6 separate regions of the Mus musculus genome follow, and all the other regions are linked to region 2. Evidence: chromatin contacts called from public Hi-C, HiChIP or PLAC-seq and promoter capture Hi-C data. All regions are on one chromosome and are shown on one strand. Each heading gives the region's core, a stretch centred on a gene start, on an enhancer-like site or on the middle of the called end of the contact. The rest is flanking DNA. Distances are from core to core; before and after follow the strand shown.

Region 1 (3,226 bases), core at 342-2,841, 480 kb after region 2:
CAGATGAAGTTTTCCAGCTTTGAGCCAGTGTGGCAACTGCCACCATACTGTGCAGAATAATCTTGGAGCTCGGAGTGCTCACCTTGCAAGCAGAAGGGCCTGGGTTTCATACTCAGCAGCACATAGTAGGAGCTTTGCTTTCTCTGTCCTGGGCATGGTCCTGTGTAGGATGACAGGGAAATCTAGTTGCAAACCACTAAATGACAGTAACTTCCCCATGGGAGACAAACACACCCACAAATGCTCCCCAACTGTGCCCTTAGGGGGCACAATGTACCCCATCTTGGAAGCCACTGGTGTCAAGGAAGAAATGGGTGGGGGGACATTTCTTCTGTCCATACTGAATACACCACACCTGTTTGTTTAGCTTTTCACCCACCCAAGGATATTTCCAGATGCTCATTATGCCTTGTGGGCCCCCAGAGATCTATCGAAGGCCCATTTGATTGTCTGAAAGGCATCTCTAAGATTGTCTCCTGTTCCTATCCAGTGATAAAGACCATGTGCATGTGGAGGACAGTGCCTTGCCATCCCAACTCAGCCTGGGAAGAAGCCACAGTTCTACAGAGCCAAGCACCACATGAACCAGCATTCTGGATCCTGTGGGGGCGCTGCTCAGGACTTCCAGGGAGTGATGTGTGAACAGGAAGGTGACCCTTCCTGCTGGGGGTTGGAGGAGGGGAACAAGCTGGCTGGCTGGGTATCCAGGTACAGTCCTTTCTGTGAGCGTGAGGCACTGATGGGCTAAGGAGCATTTGAGAATGATGCAGTTACGAACAAAACAAAACAAACAAAACAAAAAGAAAAAACAAAAACAAAACAAAACAAAAACCCCAGACAAGCTCAGGAAAGGGGCAGGAGGTGTTGCAGGTTGGGGACTTCCATCTGGAGCTAAAGCCCATGAAAGGGACTGATGTTGGATTCTGGCCCTGGTAAGGCCACCACCGCAGGAGAGAGCTGCCCTGTGGAGGTGATGGACAGACCCAGTCAGGGCTGACCACACTAAGCTGGAAGCAGGCAGCTGGTAGAAGGGGTCCTCATTTTACTCTCCAGCCCCACACATGTTCATCACTGGTGCCCATCAGCAGAAACTCCCAGTCTGAAAGCCAGAGACAAAGAAGTGAAGAGCCAGCCGCTGCCGCCACCATCACAGAAGTGAAGGGGCAAATGGGGGAGGGGTGTGTGCAGGACCTGCAAACACAGCAGCCCTACAAAGACCCTCTCTACACGCACTCCGTGAAAAAGTAAAGGTACAGACAGTACGGTAACTGCACCAAAGTCACACAGGCAGGAGAGACGGAGCTCATCTGAACAGGCTCTGGAGTGTGGAGAACCTAGGCTAAATCTCTGCCCTGACAGAGTCTCTGATCTTAATGGTTACCTTGTGCCTGTAAAGTGGGCTTAGTGGTTCCCGCATCCGTGGGCTGCGGAGGGCAGATGGAGCACGTAGAATGAGGGAAGCGTTGGGTGCTGATCACTGACTCAGACAAGGCCTTCCCCCCAACTCCCGGCAGTTATTAACTAGCGTCAGGCTCTGCATTATGTATGGGGCAATTTGTCTGCCTCTCCCTCCACCCGCAGCATCGATCCCCACGCTCAGCGGCCTCATTGAGATGCAGGGCCACAGCCCTGGGACTCCATCCCAGTGTCTGCTCAATAGCTTATATTTTTAATTTGTCAATAATCTGTTCAGACCTTGGACTGAGCCCCGTGGAAGGCTCAGCAGGATTGCTGCCTAGGGAGGGAGTGTTGCGCACCAACGGGAGGGGACAGTGACCCCTTGCATCAAAGCAAACCTGACTGAAGATGAGGAACAAAAGGGGGTCCAACCAGACACTGGAGATCAAGGGAGCCACAGGCTAGGCATGCACACACCAGTCTGTGTCCCCCTGTCTCAAACCTAGCTCAGGTGCCGATGAACTTGACCGAGACACAAAGCCTTTTGGAGACCCTGCTCCACGTTTGTGAAGAGTGTGAATGGCTATAGAGCAATCTAGTATGTTCCTTCAGAACGACCTTTAGCATACAGAGGGATGTGGCATGCATTAACTATTCCATTGTCACTAAACGTTTTCTTTTTAGAGTCCAGTAAGGAAGACAGTTGGCAGTGAGCACCAGTGGATCTGCAGAGCCTGGCATCGCCAAAGAGAAGCTTCGTTTCCCAAATCATTCCTGAGGAAACTGAAGCTCGGAGAGGATAACTCTCCCTGGCCCAAGGTCACTCAGCAGGGCCATGCAGTTCAAGCACTCAGACAGAGCAGAACTTCAGTCCTCACGGTTCCAATCACGTATGTCAGAATCCTTGACACAGAACAAGACAAAGCCCCTCAGCCTTGCCTGGCATTTGTGTGTGTGTGTGTGTGTGTGTGTGTGTGTGTGTGTGTGTGTGTGTGTGCTTCTCTGACAGTCCTGGATGCTGTGGGGAGGTGCAGGAGGCTTCCTCCCTTCTTTGTGGGTCCTCATACATCCTTCTACTCTGATGTACCTGTTTCCCCACCCCATGGAAGGAAGAGTCTAGGAGAGGCCTCAGAGCTGGAAGGATGGAGGTGGCTTCCTCCAGGAAACAAAGTCCTGTCCAAGGTCAGGACTTCCCAGATCAGCTCAGGATTTGCATATGTCACAGAAGGCCATCTTGGCTGCTGGAGCCCACAGCTTCCTACCTCTGACATCACCAATGCTGGACACCTGACCCCACAGTTACCATTTGCATGATGTGTCTCTTCCTGCAGGATTCACTGTCGGCTACAGGAGAAAATGTAAGGCTCACCATTCTGCAGGGTCCTAGAGGCCAGGCCCCTACGCATATGGGAAGCAGCTAAACACAGAGGCTGTGACATTTTTCCCACTTCCTGGGTATATAGTTCAAGGTGAGCCCACCAGCCAGCTGAGTGCCACAAAATCTGAGCCACTGGGGAGTCAGAGGGTTGAGACTACCTCAATCCCTCCCTTTGACCCACTATTTCCCAAGCTGATTACTGCACAAGCTCTAGAGAACTGAAGGCACATTGCCTCTCCCTTCTTCAGCTTGGGGACCTCAGGAGCCTGGGGACTTTAGCTTCTGTCTCCAGAGACCTTTCCCCCAGAGTCTATGTCTGTTGGTAGCTATATTTCCCCCAGAGAGCTCTCTGGCGCTGACAGAATCCCCATGTGCCCATAAGTTGGAAGCTACAAATGCCCTTGAGACTCCTTCAGCACCGGGTGCTCTCATGGGTGAACATGGGTGCTC
Region 2 (3,327 bases), core at 496-2,995:
ATTTTCATTTTTAATTTCAAAAGAAAAAAAAATCTGTAGACTGCAGGAAAAACCCGAGCTTGTTGCAGCTTCCTGAGAGCTTTTATTTCGAGTGTGTGAGGGTGGGGGTGGGGGTGAGTGAGTGTGTGGGGGATGGGTTTGTGTGTGTGAAAGAGTGTGTGTCTTGGGTGTGTGTGTGTGATTTCTTGAGACGTCTCTTGGGGCTTCCTGCCCCCCCTTCCTAAATCGAGCCCATTTTCCAACGTTTCTTTCCTCAGAAGCTCCAGGGAGTAATGAATCGGCCGCGAATGACACGGTAACTTTTAACTCATGCCCGCGACAGTGGAGTGCTTAATCTGAGGTTTTTAAATAAAAAGGGCTCCGGGTTGGTTTTATTATAACGTTTATTTCATTTCAGATTTCATGCGTAATTTAGCAAACGCTAGACAGACTTGGGCGATAAACACTTTCTTTTGTGGGGGGGGGGAAGGCATTTTTATACACCGTGCTTAATTTTATTTAGATTTAATAGCGATATCGGGGGCACTTCAACGAAAGTTTTTTTTTTTTCTTTTCCCCTCTTCTTTTAAGAATCCTGGCTTGCCAGCAAAATTGTCTCGCTTTATTTCATGACAAGGAAAATTAAAAGCCTTTCCGCCCCTCCTCCCCTACTTACACTTTGAGAGGAAAACTCGCACACGCATGCTGGCGCTTGGGTGCGCGCGCGTCCACAGAATAAACACCTCCACCTCCTATCACCTCCAACTTCTAACTTTTAATTGCAAGATAGATTTCAGCCTCTACTCCGTGAGGAGTAGAAAGATCTAAACAATTTTAAGTAAGATTATTGGGATAAATATTCCATATGAAATAGGGTAGGTATTAAATCACTCTTATTGATTTTAGTATCACAATCCAATTCCGTTCTTTGACCTCTTCAGTTTAATTGATCTTTTAAGGAGGCCAACTTCGCGCCCTTCAGGGCCTGGGCCTGCCTGCTTGTGGCCGCAGCAAGGTGTCGCCCCCACCCCCGCCCCCACCCCGTGCGCCCTTTGCGCGTCGCTCTCCTCAGGGTTTCGCATTGTCTCGCCTCGTCGCTCCCGCGCCGGGCTCACCCGAAGTGGCTCCACAAAGCGGCCGAGGGTGCGTGGCTTCTTCCCGGTGGAGCCAGCGGCAGAGAACCGGAAGCCGCGGACGGTGGGAGACTAGGGAAGGAGCGAGCCAGTCTCTGGTCGCAGAGACAACCTTACTTCGTGTTTCCCCTCGGCGATCACCTCGTGAACTTGCCAGGGCCGGCTCCCTGGGGCGCTGCCCCGGGCTGCAGCACAGGCGACACTTAGCGACTTTCCCTGGCGCGTCCGGGGACTCTGCCAGGCTACCCCATTGTCTGTGCGCCCCGCACAGCTCACCGCCCACCTCCCCGCCCCCTGCCCACCCCGCAGGTCGCGCTGGCTCCGGTTGGGGGTGGGGAGTTGAGAACAGCGTGAATGGGAAGGGGGCGGACAAAGCCTGGCTCCCGCCGTCGTCCTAGGCTCGCGCCCTCCCCAGCCGGGGGCACCTGGGGCGCACCCCCAACGCCGTAGCGCCGGACCCGGAGTAGCGCGGGTTGGTGGCCGGGCCTGCGCAGCCGGGACCCGGGACCACCTTAAGAGCGAGCCCCGCCCCCGAGCCCGCTCGGGCGGCGCTGATTGGTGCAGAGGTAATGGCTGGAATGGATTGCTGAAACGCAAAACTTGTTGCTGCTTCTCCCGGCGCCGGCGAGAGGCAGACGCGGAGCGGAATCCCGGACCTCGCAGCGCCTCGCCCGCCCCGCGCGCCCTGCTCGCCCGCGCGGCCCATTCCCGGGTCCGAGGGGACCCGTGGAGTGCGGAGGCGGGAACCACAGCTTCGGAACCGCCGGCCCCACGCCTCCCCTCCCGCGCGCGGCCCGAGACTCCCGCGAACTCGCGCGGCGACCGGCGATCGAGCCCGAGCCGCGGAGCCGCGGAGCCGCGCGTCTCCCGCAGCCTGCGTTCCCGCTCCGGCGCCCGCGTCTACTGCTGTGAATCCAGCACCGGCGATGAGGAGCGGAGCAGCCCGTCTTCCGAGCCGCTGAGGCTTTCGCCGCCGATCGCCCGCGGCCGACCGGAGGTGCGGGAGCCGGTGCGGCCCGGGAGCGGGGACTCGGGGCAGGGGAAGGACCAAGGGGCTCCGCTACGGCCCCAGCCGCCGCGCCGCGGACTCCAGAGGTGATCATTCTGCTCTTCCGTCCCCTTCCCTCCCCCCTATCTAACTTTTTGTCTCAGCTCGTCGGCCTCCAGGTCTCCTCTCCGCATACCCACCCGCGACCGTGCCATCGACCCGGGGCATGGGCCCCCCGACAAGGCTCCAGGAGGCGCCGCGGCCTCGCAAGACGTGAGAGGCCCGCTTGGGTCGATTTCGAGGTTCCGAAGAGCAGCGGAGAGAGCTCCTAGCCAGCGCCCGCGCGCTGGGCCGGGCGGCAGTGAGCGCTGCGCCCCGCGGTGCAGAACGTCCCGGAGCGCCGGAACCTCGGCTGAGGCGAGTACCTGGCCGGAGGCGCGCGGCGGAGCAGGCTGTCATGCCCTATTGATCCCCTCCCGCCCCCCCCCCGCCCCCCCCGCCCCCGCCAAGTATGTTTGGGCTGGACCAATTCGAGCCCCAGATCAACAGCCGGCACGCTGGTCAGGGCGAGGGGAACTTTAACGAAGCCGGACTGAGCATGAACGCCCACTTTAAGGCTCCTGCCTTCCACGCCGGGCCTCCTACTGGCCCCGTGGACCCTGCAATAAGCGCTCTGGGCGAACCCCCGATCTTGGGCTTGAACATGGAGCCCTACGGCTTTCATGCGCGCAGCCACTCCGAGCTGCACGCAGGGGGGCTGCAGGCGCAGCCTGTGCATGGCTTCTTCGGCGGTCAGCAGCCTCACCACAGCCATCCCGGAGGCCATCACCCGCACCAGCATCACCCCCACTTTGGGGGCAACTTCGGTGGTCCGGATCCAGGTGCCTCATGTCTGCACGGGGGCCGGCTGCTTGGCTACGGAGGTGCAGCGGGCGGCCTGGGCAGCCAGCCTCCCTTCGCAGAGAGTTATGAGCACATGGCGGAGAGCCAGGGGCCGGAGGGCTTCGGCCCGCAGCGGCCAGGAAACCTCCCGGACTTCCATAGTTCGGGCACCTCGGGCCACGCCGTGCCTGCCCCGTGCCTGCCTCTGGACCAGAGCCCTAACCGGGCTGCCTCTTTTCACGGCCTGTCCGCCTCTAGCGGCTCGGATTCTCACAGCCTGGAGCCCCGGAGGGTGACGAACCAAGGAGCCGTAGATTCCCTGGAATACAATTACCCGAGCGAGCC
Region 3 (3,553 bases), core at 681-3,180, 410 kb after region 2:
GGGCAGCATGCCCAGGTGGGATCTTGTGATGGAACAAACTGTTTATCTCATGGTGGCCAGGAGACAGTGAGACAGAGTGGAAGGAGCTGGTCCTAATATCTTCCTCAGGGACACATCACAATGACCTCACTTCCTCCTACTAGGGCCCACCTCTTAAAGGTCAGTCACTTCAAACGGCACAACAGACTAGCTGAGGCTCCCTAGGCCTTTGGGGGACGGAACAGACTACAGGAAGCTTCTTTGAGATAGGGGAAGCCACCACTCCTGTTCTCTGAGGACAAAGAGCCAGGTCAATGATGAGTGTTCAGTACCCTACTCCTGTCTGTGAGCTACAACTCCCCTGCCCTAAACTCAGTGGGATTGATGAGTTCAGACCCAGAGAAAATATTGGGATGAAGGAGAGACGTGAGTGTATGGGTACTGGGAGAGATGTTCCCTTTGGGAGACTGTGCCTCTGTTTTGCAGCCAGTGAAACGGCAACCTGGTAGCTTTTGTAAGTTGATGGTCCTTCCATCAGCTGCATTGGCGCATGGGATGGTGGTAGAGGGTCTCTCTCACTGGGCAGGAAAAGGCAGCAGGGAAAGCCTTCGTGATCAGTTACTCAAATATCACAGTGACTTCTGGTAGGTCACAAGTTGGGAGTGAGGCCAGTGGAACAGAAGAAGCTACTAGGGGAAGTGTTGGGCAATGGTGTCCAGTCGAGTTGAGGTCTTGAACCCTGGTAAGACCCGGTGGTGGTAATTTCCATCTACATGGTATGGAAGGCGTTCCCTCATGTCTCCTGGACCCATGGGTCCTGTCAAAGTTACCGCCCCCACATCCCCCACAGGAGAAGCTCGTTGCTATCAGTTATGTAGGCAATGTCCCAAGCTTCTAGCCTTCTGGCTAAACTCCTCCTCACAGTTACCTAGCAACAGTAAAATAACATAGTCCACTATAAGAGGGGCTGCTTGGCCCCTTCTTGCTCTCTAAGCTCTTCCTTTTACTCTCTTTCTCTTACTCTCTTAAGCTTTAACTTTTCTTACTCTCTCTCTAAGCTTTTACCTCTCTCTAAGCCTTCACCTTTCTTACTTTCTAACCCTCTTTCTCTCTTTCCCTTCTCCCTTCTCCCTTCTCTCCTCTTGGCTATGGCCAGTCTCTCTCTCTCTCCTTTTATCTTCTCTCTTTCCCCCTGCCTTTCTCTCTAGAATAAAGCTCTAAAACCATAGACCATCTCTGCTCATCAAGGCCAGCCGTGCTTGGACAATGGGATAGGCTTTCTTCTAGTGAGCCTCTTCTAACTTCCCGCTAGAAGGCCTTCCTGTGCTCCAGTCACGGACTGGTCTAAGGACTCTTGCCTGCTTGGGAACCTCTCTCCCTCTGCTCTCTTCCCATATCTCCGGGGCAAGAGTGTAGCCCCGGGGCCCCTATTATGTTCTCAGCTCCTCTGCCGTATCCAGAGTGGGATGCCAGTCACTTGAAAACCTGGTACCGGGGGCTAACCCTTGTCCACCCCCTGCCGTGTGGGGTCAGTGGCTTCACACAGCCAGATGCCCACCAGGGGCCTCGTGGAAAGTGTCCTGCAGTCCTCCCGCATCTGCCTGCTCAGAGCACCGGAACTCTGGCCTGACGCAGGCATTCTCTCCCACTCCCCTCTTCCCCTACACCCATAGCCCCACAGGGAAGTGGCCAGCCTGGGTCAGGAGAACCCCCAGCATCCCCAACGTTTTAATCTGCACCATGGCTCTGCTGCCTTGGCCAACTTTATACAGAGTCATATCAGCATCCCAGGCCTGCCTGCTTTCAGAAGAACTGGCAACTGGATCACATCGGGGCATTGGAGGACAGGGGTGCAGAAAGATCAGTAGGCACAACCAAAGCCCAAGCCACCCACCTGGCAGCCGGACCCAGACTTGGCTGATGGTGCCTTGTTGCCCGGTGTCTGGCCGACAGACAGATTTTCACAAAGCAGATTCCCTTTGCATGCCTGGGTCCTTCCCACCCAACTGTTCAGGCATCTGCTTCTCTTAAAATGTATTTATTACATCAAGAGGAATGATAATGGCCTAGGGCTAGGGCCCTGGTAGCCGTGAGAGCCCTTCCCCACAGCATGCCTTCCGGGACCACAAAATGTGTCACTCATAGGCTGGAGGTCTGTACAAGGTCACTAGAGTCAGAGATCAGCTGTGTGGGGCCGTAGAAGAACACAAGATGGTTGGAGGTGGGAGCTGGAGTCAGCTTGGGCCCTGGATGACTTTGCATGAGTTTCTGGAGCACTGGGATCTCCTGTTCCCTCCTTGCGTGATGGGATGAGTAGGGGTGACTTCCCCAAGAACACAAAGTAAGCCAGCACTATACATACCTAATCACACACTTACACACACACTTACACACTCACACACATTTACACACTTACACACACTCCAGGACCTTTCTGAGGCCATTTCTTTTAACTGCTTCTACAGGGTTAAGAATTCAAGCGAGTGGGACTCATGCTTGCCAGCACACACGTGCTCATGCATGTGTCTATGCATGTATCCGTGTTCACTCATGTGTACATGCATTCTCTTGCTTGCCATGTTGTTAGGTGCTTGACAGAATAGGAGGAAGGGTATGGAAACCTTGTTCCTTTTTACTCTCATAGCTTCATTCATCGTAATCATGACTAGCAGGTAAAAATCCCTGGGTCTGCCTCAAGAACTGGGCAAACATATTCTCTAACATACAGCAAGCTCAACCTACAACATACATACATACATACATACAAACAAACAACCTTAAACACACAGCAACCTGCAACACACTGCTCACTGTCTGCATGGCAAGAACTAAAGAACACTGTTTCTTAGAGAGGCAAAGTGTCCATCCACCATCACACAGCAAGTACATCCCACCCACTGGGACAGAGGTTTCAGCTGCCGATTGAGTCCCTGAGTTTCTATCTTCAGGTTTTTGAGCATTGGGAGGCTGAAGCCTGGATTCCATATGATTTTTTGCCACCTTCCCCTCAGGCAGCTGACTCAGAAACTGAGGCAAAGTGGGGGTGACTTCCCCAAGAACAAAAGTAAGCCAGCATTACACACACACTCACACACACACACTCACACACACACTCACACACATACTTACACACACAAACACACAAAATCACACACACACTTACAACACACACACACACGTATACACACACATTCATAAACTTACACACAAACACACACACACATACACAGACTCACACATTTACACACACATACACTCACACATACACAGACTCACACACTTATATACATGTACAGATGCACACTCACACACACTTACACACATACTTAAACACACAGACACACAAACACACAATTTACACACTCACACACACATTTACACACACGTATACAATACATATGCACACACACACAAACACACACTCAGACACATACACACTCACACACATTTACACACACTTATACACTAATACACATACACATGCACACTTACACACACACACACACACACACACACACACACACACACACACATTGAAAACTACTCACACAAGCCTCCTGCCATCTTCCCACTT
Region 4 (3,354 bases), core at 251-2,750, 300 kb after region 2:
GCACAGATTCTGTTTTGCATTATTTCTTCATGTAATTTGAGCTCGCTCCTGCCTCTGTGTCAAAGTCCTGGTGTCATCAGTAAAAGATATCCTAGTATTTCTCATTCCATGTAAGGCCCCCAGTGCCCTCAAGGTCTCCTGTACCCTTGAATGTGTCCTGGGCCAGAGCTGAGTGGGAGAAAGTGGAGACCCCTATAGCATATGCTCTGCTGTCAGGCTGGCCAGAGATACGCAATGCCTCAGATCTGACACTAGTCAGCCTTTGTGTCACCAAACACTGCACATGGGCAAGGTGAATTGAGTTGTCTAGTTATCTACTCATCGACAGATAGGCCAATCCCACACCCAATCACCCACCAATCACCCGCCTTCTTCCCATCCACCCACCCATCCATCCATCCATCCATCCACCCATCCATCCATCCACCCATCTCCTTTCTTCCCATCCCTCCCTCTCTCTCCCCTCCCTTCACCATCTATCCTAATACCCACCTTCTGTCACATTGTATAAGATAATCACACAGCTGAAACATGTGACCATACTGCAGACTCCACTGCCCTCCATGCACAAGTTGATAATTCTCAAGTCAGACCCAAAGACTCAGAACAGTCCCAAGTTCTATATGGCTACCAAAAAAACCAAACCAAATAAAAAACCAAAAAACCCCTCTGTCCCCCAAGCCCAGCCCCTGCTAGAAGAGAGCATCATAGCCCTTCAGGTCTTGCTGAAGACTGTGTGGGTGATGATGATACCTCTAAAGCACGCTTGTTCCCGTCATGTGGGGCACTGCATTGTTAGAGGCCAATGGTCCTACTTTCTCCTTCTCTCTCCTTTTCTGTCACCTTCTCTCTTCATCCTTTCATATTCCCCACTGGTGCCAGTGTCTGCGGCTGCCTCCCCAGCCCTCTGTGCTCATCCACCATGCTGAACTTGGTGAAGCTCAAGAGCTTGAAGACAGGAGACAAAGGCTCTTCACAATCCAGGAGTCAAAGGTGATTATTAAAACCAGTGTGAGACAGGGTACTGGGGAGAGATGATATGTGTGGAAATGCCACAAAAGGTTGGAAAGACTACCAACCTTTTCTCCGTGCATCTATCCATTCATCTATCTACCAATTCATTCACATGTCTGTCCATCTGTCCTCTTGTCTGCCCCTCTGTGTGCCCATCTGCCCACCTGTCCATCCACCCACCTGTCCATTCACATGTCTGTTCGTCTGTCCCTCCACCTGTCTATCCATCATCTCTTCATTCAGCTTCCCCGGGCTTTGACCTCCCTTTATCCTCCTTCCGAACGCCTACATGTATGACCACTCTCACTCCATGTGACAGCTGGCTGCATCCCAGGCAGGCCACATAGCCCATGCACGCTGGAGCCCCACTTGCTTTGAGGTAAAGAAAAAAGAAATCTGGCAAATGTTGGGAGATGGTGTTTGGAGATCTCAATCCAGGACGCTGAGCGGGAAGATAGCACCTCTCTTGGCAGTAAGCCCTTCAGTCTGTCAGTCCGGCTGCTGAGCCCAGCCCCCTCACGTCTTGCCTCCCTTCAGGAGGAGGGGTGCTCAAGCTGTGGGAACTGACACCCTGGATGTGTGTCAGGGGGTGGGTGGGAGCCACGTGAGGCCTTCTGTTAATGAGGGTGGGGTCCCCACCCACTGAGGAAGCCAAATGGCCCCACCCACTGAGGAAGCCAAATGGAGAGAGAGAGAGAGAGAGAGAGAGAGAGAGAGAGAGAGAGAGAGAGAGAGAGAGAGAGAGAGAGAAAGACAGGGTTGGGGAGACACCATGCCAAGGTGACTCCCAGCTGTCTGCAGTCCAGCTAAGATATCACATGGGCAAGAGGGAAGTCATCCCCCCTCCCCACATCCCCCTGCTTCCTTTCCCTTCTTCAACATGGAGGTTTGCAGAGGGGCTGAAGGAAGGGGGTGAGATGCGTGCTAGGAAGCTCAAGTGAGCACAGATAGCTCCAACAGGCCCACCACCACTCCCTCAGGCTCTTGCACAGGAGGCCCTGAGGGCTGGCAGCCGGCAGCCTTTGTAGGAGGACAACCCTGATTCCCACCACAGGGTTAGTCACAGGGATTACGGGGTGAATGGAACAGCGTTCCTCATTCCTCATGTAGTTGGTGCCCCAAATCCTAATCCTTTCAAAGACTCTGCCAGCCCATGCTGCCTTGCGGACAACTCAGAGCTGACTCTTCCTTCGGGCAGATACAGTTTCTTGACAGTACACCGGGCTGCTGGAGTGGAAACTGGTTGTCAGTTACTGGCTATGGCCTCGGGCAGGGGTCTTTTGCAGAATTCAGTCAGCCTCCTCTGTATGGCTCTTGCTTTAAGTTCCATCCTGTCCTATTTTCCTCCCTTCCTTCCTTGCCTGGGGCCTCTGCTCTGTTGCCCACTGCCTCTCCAACTCCAGAAAACACTTCTGTGTACGTCCGAACACTTGGCTGTGAACCAGCTGTATAACCTGAAGCAAGAGCCTTTCCACTCTGGTCTTCTGTTTTTCTGATTCAAAGACGGTTGGCTTCAAGGTTGACTCTGAGGGGTCCTATAACCCACGGCAACCAGTCTGTTGTTCGTAGAAGTTCATCATATCTATAGGATGTCCTGAAAAAGGATGTCATTGGTTGAACCCACCACCTTGTTCCCTCCTCCAAGCCTAAGCTTCTCTCTGCTATTGGTCCTCTGAAGAAGATTGAAATCATGTCCTCCAGGAAGCCTTCCTGGTGTTCTCTGTGAACCTATATAACCTTCATGCCTATTCACATGGCAGCCTGGTTTCATGGTGCCCTTGAGAAGCACAGGGGCTCCTCAGGCATGTTTACAGAGTTTACAGTATGAAGTCAAGAGAGACTCCCTGGGACTGGAGAGACAAGATGGCTCAGTGGTTATGAACCTTTGCTGCCCTTGCAGGTGGCCTGAGTTTGGTTCTCAGAACCAAGTCAGTGGCTCCAGTTTTAGGAGAAGCCTCTGAAAGCTTTGTTCTCATGTGCACACACACACACACACACACACACACACACACACACACACACACACTTAAAATAATAAAAATAAATCTTAAAAAGAGAAATTCTCTGAGTAGCTGAGACAATAAGGTCTGACCAGGACCTTGAGGCTCCCTTTGGGGCTGGAAGACTCATTAATAAAAGCATTTAAAAATGGGTCCCAGAAGGAAGTTCGAGGACAGTGTTATTAATGGTCTAAACAGGGTGGGTTAGCTGTAGAACTAGGCTGGCAGGGAGATTGGAGACAGTCATGTCCTTTAAGTGTCTGTCGGAGAAATAGCAAGAAAACCCATAGAGAAAGCAGGCGAAGGCTAGAGCCCAAGCAGATCAAGAATAGGAAAGGCT
Region 5 (3,567 bases), core at 84-2,583, 460 kb after region 2:
CATTTCACATTCATTCATTCATTTCATATTCATTCATTCATTCATTCATTCATTGTCTAATGTCCATTGAGTATATATAATGGTTTATTTCTCCCTGTAGTAAAAATACAAAATGAGGCAGTAACTATAGCAACACCACCACTGTGAAAACTGTTGTATAGCAGGGGCAACATCCACCAAACAATGCAGTACCAATTAATCACTCAATTTATTCATGTTTTTGGTCCAGAGTCCTGGAAGCAGGAGCAGAGCCTATGGAGACATAGAGGAGACACCCTGCCTGGCATGTGTACTCCTCAACTCCTGTCCCAGCCTCTCTCTTTACATCTTTACATGGTCCTTACACCATCCAGCAGGAGTCACCCTCAAACCCAGGCCCTGGAAACCTCAGCCCCAAGCCCTTCCCAGGTACCCATGAGCCCTCAGTGACCAGCGGAGAGTCACCCCTGGGCACACCTGTCTTGGAAGTCTCTCCCAATGTCAGAGTGAGGGAGGATGCAAAGCCAGCTGGCCCGCAGCCTTAGGAGAGAATCTGCTTGCTCTGCTTATTTTTCAGCTCCTGGATTCATTAGTGACTTCAGTACTAACTCAGAGTCATGCATGTATCCCTATCTGTCCCCAAGATACTGAGGGTATGAGAACAGAAATTTTAGTTCAGGAAGAACATTGTGATTTTCCAGTTGCTTGTGAATGGGAAGGATCTGGCAATGTTTGCTTTAGAACAAGGAGGCACAGTCAGCCAAGTATCCCACTGCAAGATCCATGAGCTACAAGACCCATGCACCTTCTGCAAGGCCTGTGCAACCTGCTGCAAGACCCATGTACCCCACTGCAAGACCCATGCACCCCACTGCAATGCAGCCCACTGCAAGAGCCATGCACCCCACTGCAAGACCCATGAACCCCATTGCAAGATTCATGCACCCTGCTGCAAAACCCATGCACCCCACTGCAAGACCCATGAACCCCATTGCAAGATTCATGCACCCTGCTGCAAAACCCATGCACCCCACTGCAAGACGCATGCAGTTTGCTGCAAGACTCATGAACCCTGCTACAAGACCCATGCAATCTGCTGCAAGACCCATGCACCCTGCTGCAAGACCCATACACCCCACCACAAGACCCATGCACCCCACTGCAAAACCCATGCACCCTGCCACAAGACCCATACACCCACTGTAAGACCCATGCACCCTGCTGCAAGACCCAGGGTCCCAGAGTCAGGCAGTTGAGGGCCCAAGAGCAGATAACCTACCACCCTGGCCTCAGCATCAGAGAAATTCCTTTTAAATGACTTCATACACTTCCCCACCCACTGAGTTTCACTCTTTGGCTAACAGATGGGATCGGCTAACCATTCCCAGCCCTCAGATAAAGCAGTGTCAGGCAGCGAGGCCCCCTCAGAAAGGCATGCTTGGATAATAAATTCCAAGGCATCCCGCCATCTGCAGACTGCCAATCACAGGGGCGCCGGGCACACCAGGGCTCCCAGCCTGCTGCTGCAAAGGAGCTGGGGCAAGGAGGGGGAACGACCTCAGTGGGTGGGGAGGCAGCCTGCCCACACTGTTGCCCCAGTCTCCTGTGTGCTTGCTTTGCTGTGACCTGTCTCAGGATGCAGGCAGCCAGGCCATCCTTTCCCAGCTTCCCTCCTGCATCCCTGAATATCCCTCTTGCCATTTATGTGGTGAAGCCAAAGACATTGTGGTTTGAAACTCTGCTCGGGAAGAGGCCCTGCTGCCCAGATGAGCCGCCCCCCCTCCTTCCCCTGCAGGGATGGGGCTGTGGTGTCAAATTTCTAGAAGGACATAGAGTTAAATGAGACTAGCTGTGGACTGGTCTTGTTGGTGTGTCTCTGTGGCTGTGGTGGTGGCATCTACAGGGATGCTTGGGGTTGCTTACCCTAGGCTGGGAGCTGTTCTCAGGTGAGACAGGGCAGAGGTTGCTGGGCCCTCAGGTGTCATCACTTAAAGGGACTGAAGTGGCTTCTGGGGCTTGCTCTAAGATGCTGAGCAGGGCTATGTGGACATTATTGTGAAGTTGGTAGAGACGGTCCTAGAGAGGGCTTGGGGAACAAACTAGCCTTCCTTTGCTTTCCCACACTCCTTCTTCTTGGTCAGGTGGCTTTAGCACTCTTCTACAGTTGGGGCCAGGGTAAAATCAAGGCTAGGATAGGCACAGGACAGCCAAGGGCAACCTTGAGAGCCCCTGGCAGACTCTGCAGACTTGGTGCTTCTCAGGTTCAGAGAGGCACCTGTCTTAGCCTTGAAGATCATTGGAGATTTCAGAGAGGGATCCAGATACACAGGCTGTGGCTCTCGGCAAGCTCACATCAACACTGGCAACTATGGAGCTGCTGAGCTGGTCTCAGAGTCAGGCCCAAATTAGCCAAAAGATGTAAGTTGGGGCCACGGATTTCCAGATCTGGGGATAAAGAGGAAGCAGCTAGGTAGAAGGGGCCATCCCTGGTCTTTGCAGTCTTCCATCTATTTGATCCTGAACCTTCTTAGGGGGTTTTAGAATTTAAGTCCTAGAGATGATGGGGCCCACAGCAGAGTGTGGGGGGGGGGAGGCGGCAGGGGGAGAGTTGTCCCAAGTCACATGGCAGTAGACAGGCAAATCCCAGTGTGGTGAATTGAATTTGCTTGGCCCAGGGAGTGGCATTATTAGGAAGTATGACCTTGTTGGAGTAGGCGTGGCCCTTTTGCAGTTGATGTGGCTTGTTGGAGTGGGTGTGGCCTTGTTGGAGGAGGTCTGGCCCTGTTGGACTAGGTGTAGCCCTGTTGGAGGAAGTGCGTCATTGTAGGGGTAGGCTGTGAGACCCTCCTCCTAGCCACTTGGGAGCCAGTCTTCTCTTGTTTGACTTTGGAACAAGATGTAGAGCTCTTAGGGTTTTGTTGCTGTGAACAGACACTGTGACCAAGGCAACTCTGATAAAGGACATTTAATTAAGGCTGGGTTACAGGTTCAGCAGTTCAGTCCATCATCATCAAGGCTGGAGCATGGCAGTGTCCAGGCAGGCATGGTGTAGGAGGAGCTGAGAGTTCTACATCTTCATCCAAAGGAAGCCAGGAGTAAAATGTTTCTCATGTGACTAGGAGGAGGGTCTCAAAGCCCACCCCCACAGTGACACACTTTCTTCAACAAGGTTAAACCTACTTCAACAGGGCCACACCTACTCCAACAAGGCCACACCTACTCTAACAGGGTTAAACCACCTCCAATAGGGCCACACCTACTACAACAGGGCCACACCTCTTCCAATAGGGCCACACCTTCTCAACAGGGCCACATCTCCTCCAACAGGGCCACACTTCCTTCAACTGGGCTACACCTACTCTAACAGGGCCACACCTACTCCAAGGCCACACCTCCTAATAGTGCCACTTCCTAGGTCAAGTACATATAGACCACCACACCCAGGCTCTCATCTCTCCTGAAATAGCTGGTTGTGCAATTCAGACCCCACAGCATGGTATGTCCTCAGCAAGGCTGAAGGCTGCCCTGAGCTCAGAACTTAGTCTGATGGGAGCCAGGAACAGTGACTTACCTCCTTCTACCCCTGCC
Region 6 (3,724 bases), core at 391-2,890, 290 kb after region 2:
TGTCTTAAGTGAGGAAAGGACTTAGTTTCGGCCTCAGCAGTGTGAGTGGATGAGCGAGCTCAGCCGAGAGGCTACTAGTTCTGTGGTCGGTGACAAAGGTCTAGAGGCCTGGCCCTGTTACCCAGAGAAAGAGGATAGGGTACCACAAATGCTGTTGAGGACATGGGTCAGGCCCCCTCCATGCCAGGGAGGGGCCTGAGTGAGGCAGAGCTTTTCAGAGTCCTGCTGGTCAGCAGCAATATGCTCCGGGGTTCCCACTGTGAATAAAAAGGACGCCGGCTCTCACTCCTGCAGATGTTCTGGGACCCAGCATCTGTGCACAGCAGGAATGGTCATCACTTGGCTCTGTGTGTCTCTTCCAAGTGAACCTATTTTGTGTGTGTGTGTGTCTGTCTGTCTGTCTGCCTGTCTCTGTGTGTAAGTGTGTATCTGTATCTCTGTGTGTGTGTATGTTTGTGTGTGTATCTGAGTATGTATTTCTGTGTGTATCTGTGTATGTGTGTGTATCTGTGTATGTGTGTGTCTGACTGTGTATGTATCTGTGTGTGTGTATCTGTGTATGTGTGTGTCGGAGTGTGTATGTATCTCTGTGTGTATCTGTGTATCTCTCTGTGTCTGTCTCTCTCTATGTGTATCTGTGTATGTGTGTGTGCATCTGTGTATGTGTCTGTATCTGTATATGTGTGTATATCTGAGTGTGTATGTTTCTCTGTGTGTATCTGTGTATGTGTCTGTGTATCTCGGTGTCTGTCTGTCTGTCTGACTGTCTGTCTGTCTGTGTGTATCTGTGTATTTCTGTGTGTAATTGCATCTGTATATCTTTGTGTGTATCTGTGTATATGTGTGTGTATCTCTCTGTGTCTGTGTATGTGTGTGTGTATCTGAGTGTGGGTATATCTCTGTGTGTATCTATGTATGTGTGTGTATCTGTGTATATGTGTGTATCTGTGTCTCTCTCTGTGTGTATCTCTGTGTGTATATATGTATGTATGCATGTATCTGTATATATGCATGTATCTGTGTATGAATGTGTATCTCTCTGTGTCTCTCTGTCTGTTTGTCTCTGTGTATCTGTGTGTATCTCTATGTCTATCTGTCTGTCTGTCTCTCTCTATGTATCTGTGTATGTGTGTGTATCTGTGTATGTGTGTGTGTCTGTGTGTGTGTGTTGGAGGAGGTACACCTATGTGCCCCTACATGTATAAGACTGAGGATACCTACCTCAGGTGACCTCTTTCTAGATGTTTCTTGCTCCCTTTAAGATGGGGTCTGTCATTTGCTTACCAGTCAGGCTAACCAGCGAACTCCAGGCATTTCCATCTCCCCATCGTCAGCACTGGGTTATAAATGTGTACCACCATACCTGGCTTTTTGGTAGGTTCTGGAAACCTGAACTCCATTTCTCATGCTTGCATGCCAAGTACATTCCTGATTAAATCGTGCCCCCACCCACCCCTCATCAAGCCATCTTAGGGTAAAAATAAGTCTCTAGTCTAAGATTAAAATTCCCTTGGATGCCCCTCCCCTCGCTCTGTAAGGCTGAAGGTAAACAGGGTTTGTTCAAAGCCTTGGAAACATTCCTGCATAATTGTGCCTAGTTATTAATGGTAAGACACCTGATCCTAGCTGGGCTGCACACCCGGATTCTGCTTTCTCTCCCTGCCGTTGCCAGGGCTCCCGTGTGCGACATCCGCGTGGCATGTCACACACATGGAAATGTGTGGTATGACAAGCACACTGTGTTACATTATACATTCTATACAATGTGTGTAATGGGATGTAGTGTATGACATATTCAGTCCCTTCTCAGCAACCACAGGGCTTGCCTCCAGACCTCCCTGGGCACCAGGATCTGGGATGCCCATCCCTTACATACAGTGGAGTGTTGCGGCATTTGCTGAGGAGGCTGCTGCACATGTCAATCACTCCCATGTGACCTTTGACCCCTGCTTCAACATGACAGCTGTGGAGACAGTTGCTGCACCTCATTGTCTGGAGAATGATGACAGGTTCTGCATTGAAAATGGTCTGAAGAGGGCCAGAGAGATGGCTCAGGGGGTAAAGGCAACTGCAGCCAATCCTGCTGACCTGAGTTCAATCCCCAGGACCCACATGGTGGGAAGAGATAATCAAATGTCAAAGTTGTCTTCTGACCCCCACATGTACAGTGTCATGTGTACCTCCTATAAATAAATAAATACAATAAAAATAGCTTCTGTAAAGTGCTGGATGAAGCCGACCGAGGGTGTGTTGCTGTGGGAACAGAGGCTGACTGCACACTAAGGGAGGCATGTAAAATAATCATGTGTGTAGGTAGAAGTCAGTGGCTTCCACACCGTCTCTCAACTGCTCAGCTTCGGGGCTCTGAAAATAGCTAACCTGGAGACTTCAGAGAAGACGCTAAAGAAGCGAATCACAAGAAGAAGCCAGCTAATGATGAATTATAAGACACGTGACACAGAGCCCAGAAGGCGAGCGTATGAAAAGCACAGTAGCTAGTGGCTGTCGCCATCGTCACTGTCCTGGGAAAGCTGCATGGCAATTTGCTCTTTGGGGAGCAGAAATTCACTCTTTGGGGTTAAAATGAAGTTTTCTTTGAAATGTCTTTGTGGTGTATGTGTGTGTGTGTGTGTGTGTGTGTGTGTGTGTGAGAGAGAGAGAGAGAGAGAGAGAGAGAGAGAGACAGAAAGACAGAGACAGAGAGAGACAGAGAGACAGACACAGAGAGACAGAGACAGACACAGAGAGACAGAGAGACAGAGAGACAGAGAGACAGAGAAAGAGAAACATACAGAGAGAAACAGAGTCACAGAGAGATAGAGAAACAGAGAGAGACAGAGAGATGGAAAAAGAAAAACAGAGACAGAGAGACAGAGAGATGGAGAAAGAGAAACAGAATCAGAGAGACAGAGAGAGAAACAGAGACAGAAAAGGGGGTGGGGAGCAGATGGCCAGCAAGCCTCTCTGGTCCTCTGGCTTCTGCCTCTCATGGTACTGGGGTTCCAAACACTCTTGGCCACACTTGGCTTTTTATCATGGCTTCCAGGGATTTGCACATCAGCCTAGTTTTAAGTTCAGAGATTTTGTCTCAAGGGGCTTACATCTGGTCCCCATGTGCACATAGCAATTCTCATTGTATGCCCACAAAGCAGGAGACTGGGACCCCATGAGCGATCCCCTTGAGGATGAAGGACAGTCCATCCTCCCTTCCAGTGGTCCAACCTTCCAAAACAGCTCCCCTGAGACCAAGCCTTGGGCACACAAGTCTTTAGGGGACACCCACCCCAAACTCAGCAATCACCTGGCCTTTGGAATGATGAGCCCAAGGAATGGGAACAGTCATGGTGGGCTCCATGCCTACTTGAACCCAGGACACACAGAAAGGAGCCACACAAGGTCACATTGTAGCCACACTGCTTCTGGCCTTCTCTGGGACTTCTGGGGGAATCAGGGTGGGTTTTTTGGCAAGGTTTATAAAATGCAACTGAGGGAAGACCAAGAGGTGGGCGGTCACTGGGCGTGAACGTGTCCATATGTCTGGGTCTTGGTGCTGCCGACATTGACCATCATGAGAGTCCTGGGACCTTGGGCAAGGAATGAGACATTGTCTTTGGGCATCATGTCTGTCTGTTGTCCTCACTTCATATCTGTTGGTCTGCCATTCTTACTTTATGTCTGTCATCTGTCTGCTCTCCCCACTCTCCCTTGACCCTCTTGGCTCTTG

What was found. Promoter capture Hi-C pulls out the DNA fragments that hold promoters and counts their contacts. Hi-C and Micro-C count contacts between places; a contact is called where the count stands out from the background. HiChIP or PLAC-seq counts read pairs in DNA pulled down with a chosen protein or histone mark.
Region 1: an H3K27ac HiChIP or PLAC-seq map of VIP interneurons shows a contact between it and region 2, with 7 times the contacts expected there. The contact joins the enhancer-like site here to the promoter of Mn1 in region 2. A contact is called at or near these places in 4 of 39 promoter capture datasets (the 3T3-L1 cell line, hippocampal neurons and liver), 28 of 484 Hi-C or Micro-C datasets (the C2C12 cell line, MC3T3-E1-derived osteoblasts, the STO cell line and 15 more), 18 of 115 datasets of contacts at active chromatin or transcription factors (the NIH/3T3 cell line, VIP interneurons, a beta-TC-6 cell line and 15 more) and 1 of 9 other capture datasets (embryonic stem cells).
Region 3: a contact with region 2 is called in a promoter capture Hi-C map of hippocampal neurons, with 11 times the contacts expected there. The contact joins the enhancer-like site here to the promoter of Mn1 in region 2. A contact is called at or near these places in 4 of 39 promoter capture datasets (the 3T3-L1 cell line, embryonic stem cells, hippocampal neurons and 1 more), 1 of 15 datasets of contacts at CTCF or cohesin (the NIH/3T3 cell line), 21 of 484 Hi-C or Micro-C datasets (the C2C12 cell line, brain, brown adipocytes and 11 more) and 18 of 115 datasets of contacts at active chromatin or transcription factors (the NIH/3T3 cell line, SST interneurons, craniofacial prominence and 11 more).
Region 4: a contact with region 2 is called in a Hi-C map of cerebral cortex, with 5 times the contacts expected there. The contact joins the enhancer-like site here to the promoter of Mn1 in region 2. A contact is called at or near these places in 15 of 39 promoter capture datasets (the 3T3-L1 cell line, the C10 cell line, the HPC-7 cell line and 9 more), 1 of 15 datasets of contacts at CTCF or cohesin (the NIH/3T3 cell line), 37 of 484 Hi-C or Micro-C datasets (CD4 T cells, LSK cells, the P5424 cell line and 17 more), 18 of 115 datasets of contacts at active chromatin or transcription factors (astrocytes, cardiomyocytes, craniofacial prominence and 11 more) and 3 of 9 other capture datasets (adipose tissue, embryonic stem cells and pancreatic islet).
Region 5: a contact with region 2 is called in an H3K27ac HiChIP or PLAC-seq map of the NIH/3T3 cell line, with 10 times the contacts expected there. The contact joins the enhancer-like site here to the promoter of Mn1 in region 2. A contact is called at or near these places in 7 of 39 promoter capture datasets (the 3T3-L1 cell line, embryonic stem cells, frontonasal cranial neural crest and 3 more), 20 of 484 Hi-C or Micro-C datasets (the MC3T3-E1 cell line, MC3T3-E1-derived osteoblasts, cortical glia and 9 more), 14 of 115 datasets of contacts at active chromatin or transcription factors (the NIH/3T3 cell line, bone marrow-derived macrophages, craniofacial prominence and 10 more) and 1 of 9 other capture datasets (embryonic stem cells).
Region 6: a contact with region 2 is called in an H3K4me3 HiChIP or PLAC-seq map of forebrain, with 4 times the contacts expected there. The contact joins the enhancer-like site here to the promoter of Mn1 in region 2. A contact is called at or near these places in 4 of 39 promoter capture datasets (embryonic stem cells, liver and trophoblast stem cells), 1 of 15 datasets of contacts at CTCF or cohesin (the NIH/3T3 cell line), 2 of 484 Hi-C or Micro-C datasets (cortical neurons and embryonic stem cells), 18 of 115 datasets of contacts at active chromatin or transcription factors (SST interneurons, VIP interneurons, bone marrow-derived macrophages and 13 more) and 2 of 9 other capture datasets (liver and pancreatic islet).

Annotation. Positions count from the first base shown.
Region 1 is chr5:111,897,165-111,900,390 of GRCm38.p6, forward strand. Gm29935 (a long non-coding RNA gene) reads left to right here. Exons shown (of 3, transcript XR_389544.3): 3 at 491-813. Gm36794 (a long non-coding RNA gene) reads right to left here. Exons shown (of 5, transcript XR_880587.2): 4 at 83-160. Among named protein-coding and RNA genes, the nearest start is that of Gm29935, 5.6 kb to the left of the region's middle. Within about 2 kb of position 1,592, at least 7 of the 459 cell types and tissues checked have an H3K27ac peak or open chromatin away from gene starts, as enhancers often do. A contact at or near this core is called in VIP interneurons, where this site is marked.
Region 2 is chr5:111,415,555-111,418,881 of GRCm38.p6, forward strand. It overlaps Mn1 (meningioma 1), which reads left to right and starts at 1,746. Exons shown (of 3, transcript NM_001081235.2): 1 at 1,746-2,109; 2 at 2,265-3,327. The coding sequence starts at 2,612.
Region 3 is chr5:111,828,176-111,831,728 of GRCm38.p6, forward strand. No RefSeq gene overlaps it. Among named protein-coding and RNA genes, the nearest start is that of Gm36535, 37 kb to the left of the region's middle. Within about 2 kb of position 1,931, at least 4 of the 459 cell types and tissues checked have an H3K27ac peak or open chromatin away from gene starts, as enhancers often do. A contact at or near this core is called in hippocampal neurons, where this site is marked.
Region 4 is chr5:111,719,466-111,722,819 of GRCm38.p6, forward strand. No RefSeq gene overlaps it. Among named protein-coding and RNA genes, the nearest start is that of Gm36481, 13 kb to the left of the region's middle. Within about 2 kb of position 1,501, at least 9 of the 459 cell types and tissues checked have an H3K27ac peak or open chromatin away from gene starts, as enhancers often do. A contact at or near this core is called in cerebral cortex and embryonic cerebral cortex, where this site is marked.
Region 5 is chr5:111,875,953-111,879,519 of GRCm38.p6, forward strand. No RefSeq gene overlaps it. Among named protein-coding and RNA genes, the nearest start is that of Gm29935, 15 kb to the right of the region's middle. Within about 2 kb of position 1,334, at least 72 of the 459 cell types and tissues checked have an H3K27ac peak or open chromatin away from gene starts, as enhancers often do. A contact at or near this core is called in the MC3T3-E1 cell line, the NIH/3T3 cell line, embryonic fibroblasts and 3 more, where this site is marked.
Region 6 is chr5:111,702,146-111,705,869 of GRCm38.p6, forward strand. No RefSeq gene overlaps it. Among named protein-coding and RNA genes, the nearest start is that of Gm36481, 3.7 kb to the right of the region's middle. Within about 2 kb of position 1,641, at least 19 of the 459 cell types and tissues checked have an H3K27ac peak or open chromatin away from gene starts, as enhancers often do. A contact at or near this core is called in cortical neurons and forebrain, where this site is marked.